Regions from separate parts of the Rattus norvegicus genome. Here region 1 is linked to region 2. A link is a contact called in public Hi-C data. All regions are on one chromosome and are shown on one strand. Each heading gives the region's core, a stretch centred on a gene start, on an enhancer-like site or on the middle of the called end of the contact. The rest is flanking DNA. Distances are from core to core; before and after follow the strand shown.

Region 1 (3,249 bases), core at 252-2,751, 270 kb before region 2:
GTGGCCAAGGGAGTCAGGTCTGCGAACTCCAACCGAAACTGGCCCATGACCCATTCCTCTGTGACCCCACTTGTCCTTACCCCTCTCTGTGCTGTGCCCCTATGCAAAAAGGGGGGGCCCTTGAGTTTCACCTGGGTAGTGCAGTGCAGACTTTACATCTCCATGGGAGTGGGAACTTGTAAAAAATGTCTCAGTCCTGTACTGATATTCTTCTTGGAAACAGCAAAGATGAGAGCCACCTCACTTGTCCCTTTACTACAGACAGGCTAATTGGGAAGCGAGGAAGTAGTGCCCACAGGGGTTACCTCTGCCTCCTCCAAGGGTGCCTGCAATGGGTCACTTACCTCCTCCCCCCAGGCAGAAGGCCACTCTATAACATAGCAATTCTGACTCGTCTAATAGAGAAATCAAACCCCAAGCAAAAGCCACTCATCTAAAGGAACTTTAAGAGCTGTCTGGAAAAACATCAAGAATCATCGGTCTATTCATGACCGGCACTGTTCTCTGAGACCGAGCCAAATTGTCACCAGCGAAAATCCACACACGCGCACCCAGGAGCACGTACCCACCCGTGTAGGCATATCCCCACTGACTCCGGTTTCTCTCACCCACCTTTGGTTGGGAGCAAAGGATCCCTCCCTCCCTCTTTCCCTGCCTCCTTTGCGTAGTATTTTTTTTTTTCATAGCGAGTACTATTCCAGAAACTGTAACTGTGTCTCGGCTGGACCATAAATGCAGACAAAGTCTTTGCTATTGTGCTACCTGGTAGGGACATCCAGGATCAGTAGCCCATTCCCTAGGAGGGGGACCCAGGAACGACTTTCCAGAGACACAGGCTGGGACCCGTACCTCTACACTGTGCTGCTCGCACACAGGCAGAGTGCACGGAGATCTGCATCCTTGCAGCAGATAGCTCCAAACCCATCCGGTTTGGCCCGGGAAACCTCCCACAAAAAAATAGCACTACCCCCCTACCCGCTTTCTTGCTAATCTCCCTTCCATCACTAACATGGACTGAAGAAAAAATTCCCCACTCCTGGGGTACGTAGCATCTCTCTTCCATGCAACCACAGAGCATCAGCAAAGCCTTGGGCTTTGAAAACTGCCATAAAGCACCTTAACCAAACCAAAACTCATTTCCCCCTTCATTCCAGGGCAAACAGACCCAAAAACCTAAATCTTAGGATCTTCCTTGCCTGATGTGGGTCTGTCTCTGTTTCTGTCTATCTCTCTCTGTCTCAGTCCCCTCTCTCTCTCTCTCTCTCTCTCTCTCTCTCTCTCTCTCTCACACACACACACACACACACACACACACACACACACACACACACACACACAAAACCTTCCGCCCTCCAGCTCTGAGTGACCGTAATGTCTTCCACTTACTTCATCAATAAGCGTAGCCCTCTACCATCTGGCGCCCGCTTCAGCTATGCGCTCGCGCAGTGCGCCCCCATTCACTCAGCTTCATTGATCCCCAGCAGCAACACAGAGTTACTTTCTCTTTTGCTACAGCGTAAATGTAAGCTTTGGAGGAGGCGGGGCTGACTCCGAGCGACAGCACAATGCGCCAGTGAGGACCCAGAGACAGCCGCCCGCTACATCACAGTGGTCTCTGACCAATAGGAGGCCAAGGAGGGTGGAGAAAGGGGCGAGGCCTCGCCTTGGGATGGAGGCCGGCTCGGACGCGCTTGTGGGTTTGGTGTGTTAGAACGCGGGTGGTGATGTCATTGGCAACCAATCAAAAACTTAAAAGTGCTAGCCCGGGCCCGCTTGGAGCAGCGGCTCTCTATTTACATGTAAACCTAGGCAGCTGGACGCGGTTAACCCTTCCCGGGACTGAAGTGTCAATGGCTTGCTCTGGTCGCTCTGGCTGAAACTGGTTCTTTTGACCCTTCCCTGCCCCCTGGTGCGGACACAGCCTCACGGGGTCTCCTTTCCACCTTTTGATTCCAGGCAGAGTGCCCGTCCAACTTTCCCGAGGCCAGAGACGACTCGAAACAGGGTCCCTCCATGGCTGTAGCTGCGCCGCGCGGGACGTGAGCGTGCACAGGGCCGGCCTCCCCGTAGCCCCGCTTGGCCCGGCCCGCAGATGTCGCTGCCCCTCCGGCTACCTTACTGCTCTCCTGCGCGGCGGCTGCGCGCGGTGCTTCTGTTCCCCTACTTCTGTGCCCCTGTCACTCCTCCGCCGTCCCCAGTCTGTTCTCAGGAGCCCGACTCCGAACCCGAAAGCTGCACCCCAGAGAACTACACGGAGGAGGACGCCTGGCTCTGTGCGGGCAGCCAGTGGGGGCCCGTGCTGAGCGGCAGCGTGGGCGCCGTCCCGCAGAGCTGGGCGTGGCCGGGCCCTCCGAACTCTCCTCAAACCCCTCAGCCCCGGCACCGACCTCCTCCTCCCACCCCAGTCTCAGTGTCCTCCTCGGCCGCCTCCCCTGCCGTGTTGTTTTGGAACCCGCAATACATCCGTCCCCCGGTGCTGGGCCGCCCCCGGCCCCCAGTGGCGCAGGGCCCTCGGCGAGCCAAGGAGCGCCAGGCTGGAACAGCAAGCGCTGGAGGGAAGGAGCCGGAGCTCGGGGTGTACAGCCAGAATGAGCGGCGGTTGAGGAGCATGGAAGGGCCCACGCCAGCTCTCCCGGCTCCCCGAACTTTGTCCATCAGAGGAGTAGATGGTCGTGGCATGTGTCCGCTGAAGAGAAGTGGGAAGCTGGGCAAGCCTGCCAGCGCCTTGCCAGAAAAGTATCAGGGAAGGTGCAAAAGAGTGACTCTGGAATTCAAAGGAGTGGAAAAGCCCAGATGAACTGTGACGAAGTTGCATCAAAGAATCCTAAAGCAATAGAGCTTTTTATACCCTACCCCCTTCTAGCTCAGAGAAGACCACCAAAATGTGAAGTAATTGAAGCGAAATAAAACATTATCAGCTCTGTGGAAGGTTCAGTCGTTCTTAATGATGGGAGGTGTTTGAAAGCAGACTTTAGACGCCATTCTTTCACCATTGATGTGTTGATCTGTGATCAGAAGATGTCCAACCGTCAACTTAGCTGGCTATCTCGGTCAATTTAGCATGATCTCCCTTGGAGTTCAGTACTTGTACACAAGTGCACACTGGTGTTGCAAAAGGATTTTCTGTAGCTCCATTCTGACCACATCACCCATACTTGAATGTCCGCACATGAGTGTCCAGGTCACAGCATTTGGTCCTTAGATCTTTGAGGATTAACAGTCCGGCTAGTGGAAGAGTTAGGCTGTGTG
Region 2 (3,447 bases), core at 378-2,877:
CATCGAGTCCTTTGCCTTAGTCACTCTGATTGTAGTCCTGAAGCATTGTGTCATCTTGGTGACAAAATCAGACAGACATGTTTGGAAATTCACCTTGTTCAAAGGTAAATAAGTCTGTTCACTTCTTTTTAAGCATGTATGGCCGTGGCCAGAGATTTATTTTTGAAATACAAATTTATCTGCTATAAACCAAGCAATCCTGAATCAATGATGACAAATCACATCTTCCGAAACACCATATATTTGCATAATGTTTCCCTGGGCATCTGATAAGAGGGAAACTACTGTGTGTCCCCACAGAGTCACAACGGTTACAAAGCAGGGTGAGGTAGAGGATAAGTGGGGTCGATTAGGAGGTAAGAACTGGAGGCATTCGCAGCTAGGGGAGAGCTTATACTAAACACTGACTTTCACTCTCACAACTGGCCACCACGCAAGGTTCCGGACAGAACCGCTTCCTGAACCTGTGACCCTGAGTGATCCAGGAGGAGCGTGTATTTTTCCCTTCAAGCTCCCTTCCTATCCCGAAGCTTAGTCTGTGTCTCCCTGCAGGTGGATAAGGTAAGTTTCAAGGCTTTCCTCTCCGAGGAAGTGTGAAAAATGAGCTCTCAACTCTGGCCCAATAGGTGTTTCCCAACTGCCACCTAGCCCTGTTGCCAATTTCTTATCCTAGGACCCAGTCTGTTCTTGTCCTGGCTGTCATTTAAGCTTCACAGAGATCCTTCGCACTCCAGGGTTTGCCTTGAACACAGTCTTTGGCTACCTTGGCCCATGTGAGGTCTTAGTACAGAGACTGAACCTAACCTGTGTCCTGCCGTCCTTCTTCTCCCTGCTGAAGATTGAAAACAGATACATACTCTCTTTCTACTTCTGCTTTTCCATCTGCCAAATGGGAGTGCTGCTAATACCTCCCTCAGGTAGTTTTAATATACACTTAAAGTGGACACACGCACAGAAATCCCTTAGTCACTTGTCAGTAAAAATCACTGTAGACAGCTGATTCCTGGTCCTCCCAGCAATCATGTTCTAGGAAATTACAGGGAAACTGAATTAAGGAATTCTGAGCCATTGCTGTAGGAGAACTACAGAGCAGCTTGACACGGGTCTCTAACAGCAATAATTTCGCCAACAGATCAATACATAACCTTATTTACTGTGTGATTCTGCTTGGAGACATCTTGTTTAATGTACGCTGTCGATTCATAAACATGGAGCTCAAGGCCAAATGTGTAGTAATTCATGTCTGCGCACAGCTCACCTTCATTCACATTTTCTCCACAAGGCCCACGCTGTCCACATTTATTAGCACATCCGCATGACACCTGGGCCCTCTCTCGACTGCAAACTCACCAAGAAATACAATTACAAAACGGATAAGAAGAAAAAGATCCTAAATGATTCACAGAAAGCTGAAGTCTGTTAGTACCTCCTTGTTAGGTGCCTAGGAATTTGCAACTCCGTGGCTCGAGTGCTGCCACTCTGCAAAGCAATGGGTGTTGATTCTCAGATCAACTCATAATTGAGCAAGTCGGTGAGTTTGCAAATTCCAAATCCATGAACCATAAGGATCAGCTGCATGATAAGTCATCACTCAATGGCATGAACAACATGCCGGGACATTTCCTGGTTTACAGAAGATTAATAGCCCAGTGGGGTGTTGGTTATAGGGGGAAGTGCTGTGGCTGGACTCCTGGATCCCACACCACACAGCAGGGGCAGCTCTGTCTCTCTCACCTACATGAAGGAGCCCAACATCTAGAGGCCACGCTTTTTGTTTATCTCTCATCACAATTTCTGTGAACCATGGAGTCTCAGCGTATGGAAAATTCAGCCATCGTTGTGGTCTTCACCTTTATCCCTCTCTGTACACCCAGGAGCTAAAAACCACCTCGAAAAATAGAAATTGCCTCTGCCTGTGTGGAATGAACGAGCAGAGTAAGTCTGGTGTCCAGCGTTTGTCCAGCACACGTGCGACCCTGAGTGTGGTTCTCCAGCATAGAAAAAAAAGACAGAAAACAAAGAGTACTTTTTCTGACAGAAGCCCCAAGAAGGGAGAAGTCATTACAACCACATAACAGCCCCATTTTCTTCCTATCAACCACTAGATCCTTGCTAGAAATGAGTCACTATTGGATTTCATGATGTAGAATTATCTTTGGGTGTGGAGGGTGTTAGTCAAAGGACAATAAACTTAGCTGCATAGAAGGTGGAAAGTTGAAGAGAGCAATTATTACACGTCATGCTAAGAGAGGAAATCATATCGCTCTTACCAGTTTTTCACAAATAATAATAGGGTGAGGTAGAGTTTATGTTAAGTAATTTGATTTAGGTGTTCTACCATTTGTACACACACACACACACACACACACACACACACACACACACACAAATTCATATACATTATGAACATAGAGAATTTTTTAATTACCAATTGAAAGGCAAAGGGAGAGAAGGGGCTATGCACTAGACTTTAGCAAATTCCTAGTAATTAAGTTATAATAAACTCTTTTCCAAGTTATGGTGGTCATTACAAATTCTACACATTCATGAAACTTTCGGGCAAGCTTTCATTTTCTTAACTAATAGATAATAGCATAAAAAGCAAACATGTTGGGACTAGAAAAATGGCTCAGTCAGCAAAGTGATTATGGCATAAGCAGGGGAAAAAGAATTTGAACCTGTGTGTGTGTGTGTGTGTGTGTGTGTGTGTGTGTGTGTACACACACCTGCATACATAAGTGCAGAAGTGTGTAAATGCACAACCTCCTGCTTCTACAATGTCATTGCTGAGGAACTGAAGACAAGAGAGTGACTAAGGAAGACACCTCAGTATTGACCTCAGGCCTCCATAGCCCTGTATCCACACAAGAACACATACACGTGAACATATACATACCCCACGGAAAATTATAGATGTCAGAAAGACATGCAGTCTTTAAATACATCTGTATATACACCGGGTAGTGTTTAAATCTGCTAGCCATATTTATCTCCTCCAATATTTATAACTGACTTCCATATGACTAGCATGCCTTTCTATATATCCCTAATTCTGGTTAGGCAGACCGCTCAAATATTAGTATAAATAATTCCACAGAAGATTAGTAGTATAAGCAATGTGTTACAGCGCTGCAGTCTAATATCAAAGCCGAAAGGTTTCGAAGCAGTTCTGTGCATCGGTTGGTCTGCGTCAGTTCTCCAGAGGTCCTCTCTATATCACAGGATATAGGGAAGAAGCCCGGGAGGTCTGATGCTCAGCCTGCTGCTATTGGAAGGCTGGGAAATGGGTGGTGAGACAGACCAGCTGTCAACATCCAGCATAGTCCCAGGGAAGTGCAGTGAGCTTGTCCTTGTGCTTCAAGTGCTGTGGTTCAAATGACCTCCTTAATAAGTGTCTAGGAACAGTAAGGAATTCTGTCCTGTTCTCATCATCCAAACGAAGATGGG

Evidence for each region. Hi-C and Micro-C count contacts between places; a contact is called where the count stands out from the background.
Region 1: a Hi-C map of the A7r5 cell line shows a contact between it and region 2, with 3 times the contacts expected there. The contact joins the promoter of Dusp10 here to the enhancer-like site in region 2. A contact is called at or near these places in 2 of 12 Hi-C or Micro-C datasets (the A7r5 cell line and mammary epithelial cells) and 1 of 1 datasets of contacts at active chromatin or transcription factors (oligodendrocytes).

What each region holds. Positions count from the first base shown.
Region 1 is chr13:98,144,145-98,147,393 of GRCr8, reverse strand. Dusp10 (dual specificity phosphatase 10) reads right to left here and starts at 1,501. Exons shown (of 4, transcript NM_001105734.1): 1 at 1,387-1,501.
Region 2 is chr13:97,876,266-97,879,712 of GRCr8, reverse strand. No RefSeq gene overlaps it. Among named protein-coding and RNA genes, the nearest start is that of Dusp10, 270 kb to the left of the region's middle. Within about 2 kb of position 1,627, at least 6 of the 93 cell types and tissues checked have an H3K27ac peak or open chromatin away from gene starts, as enhancers often do. A contact at or near this core is called in the A7r5 cell line, where this site is marked.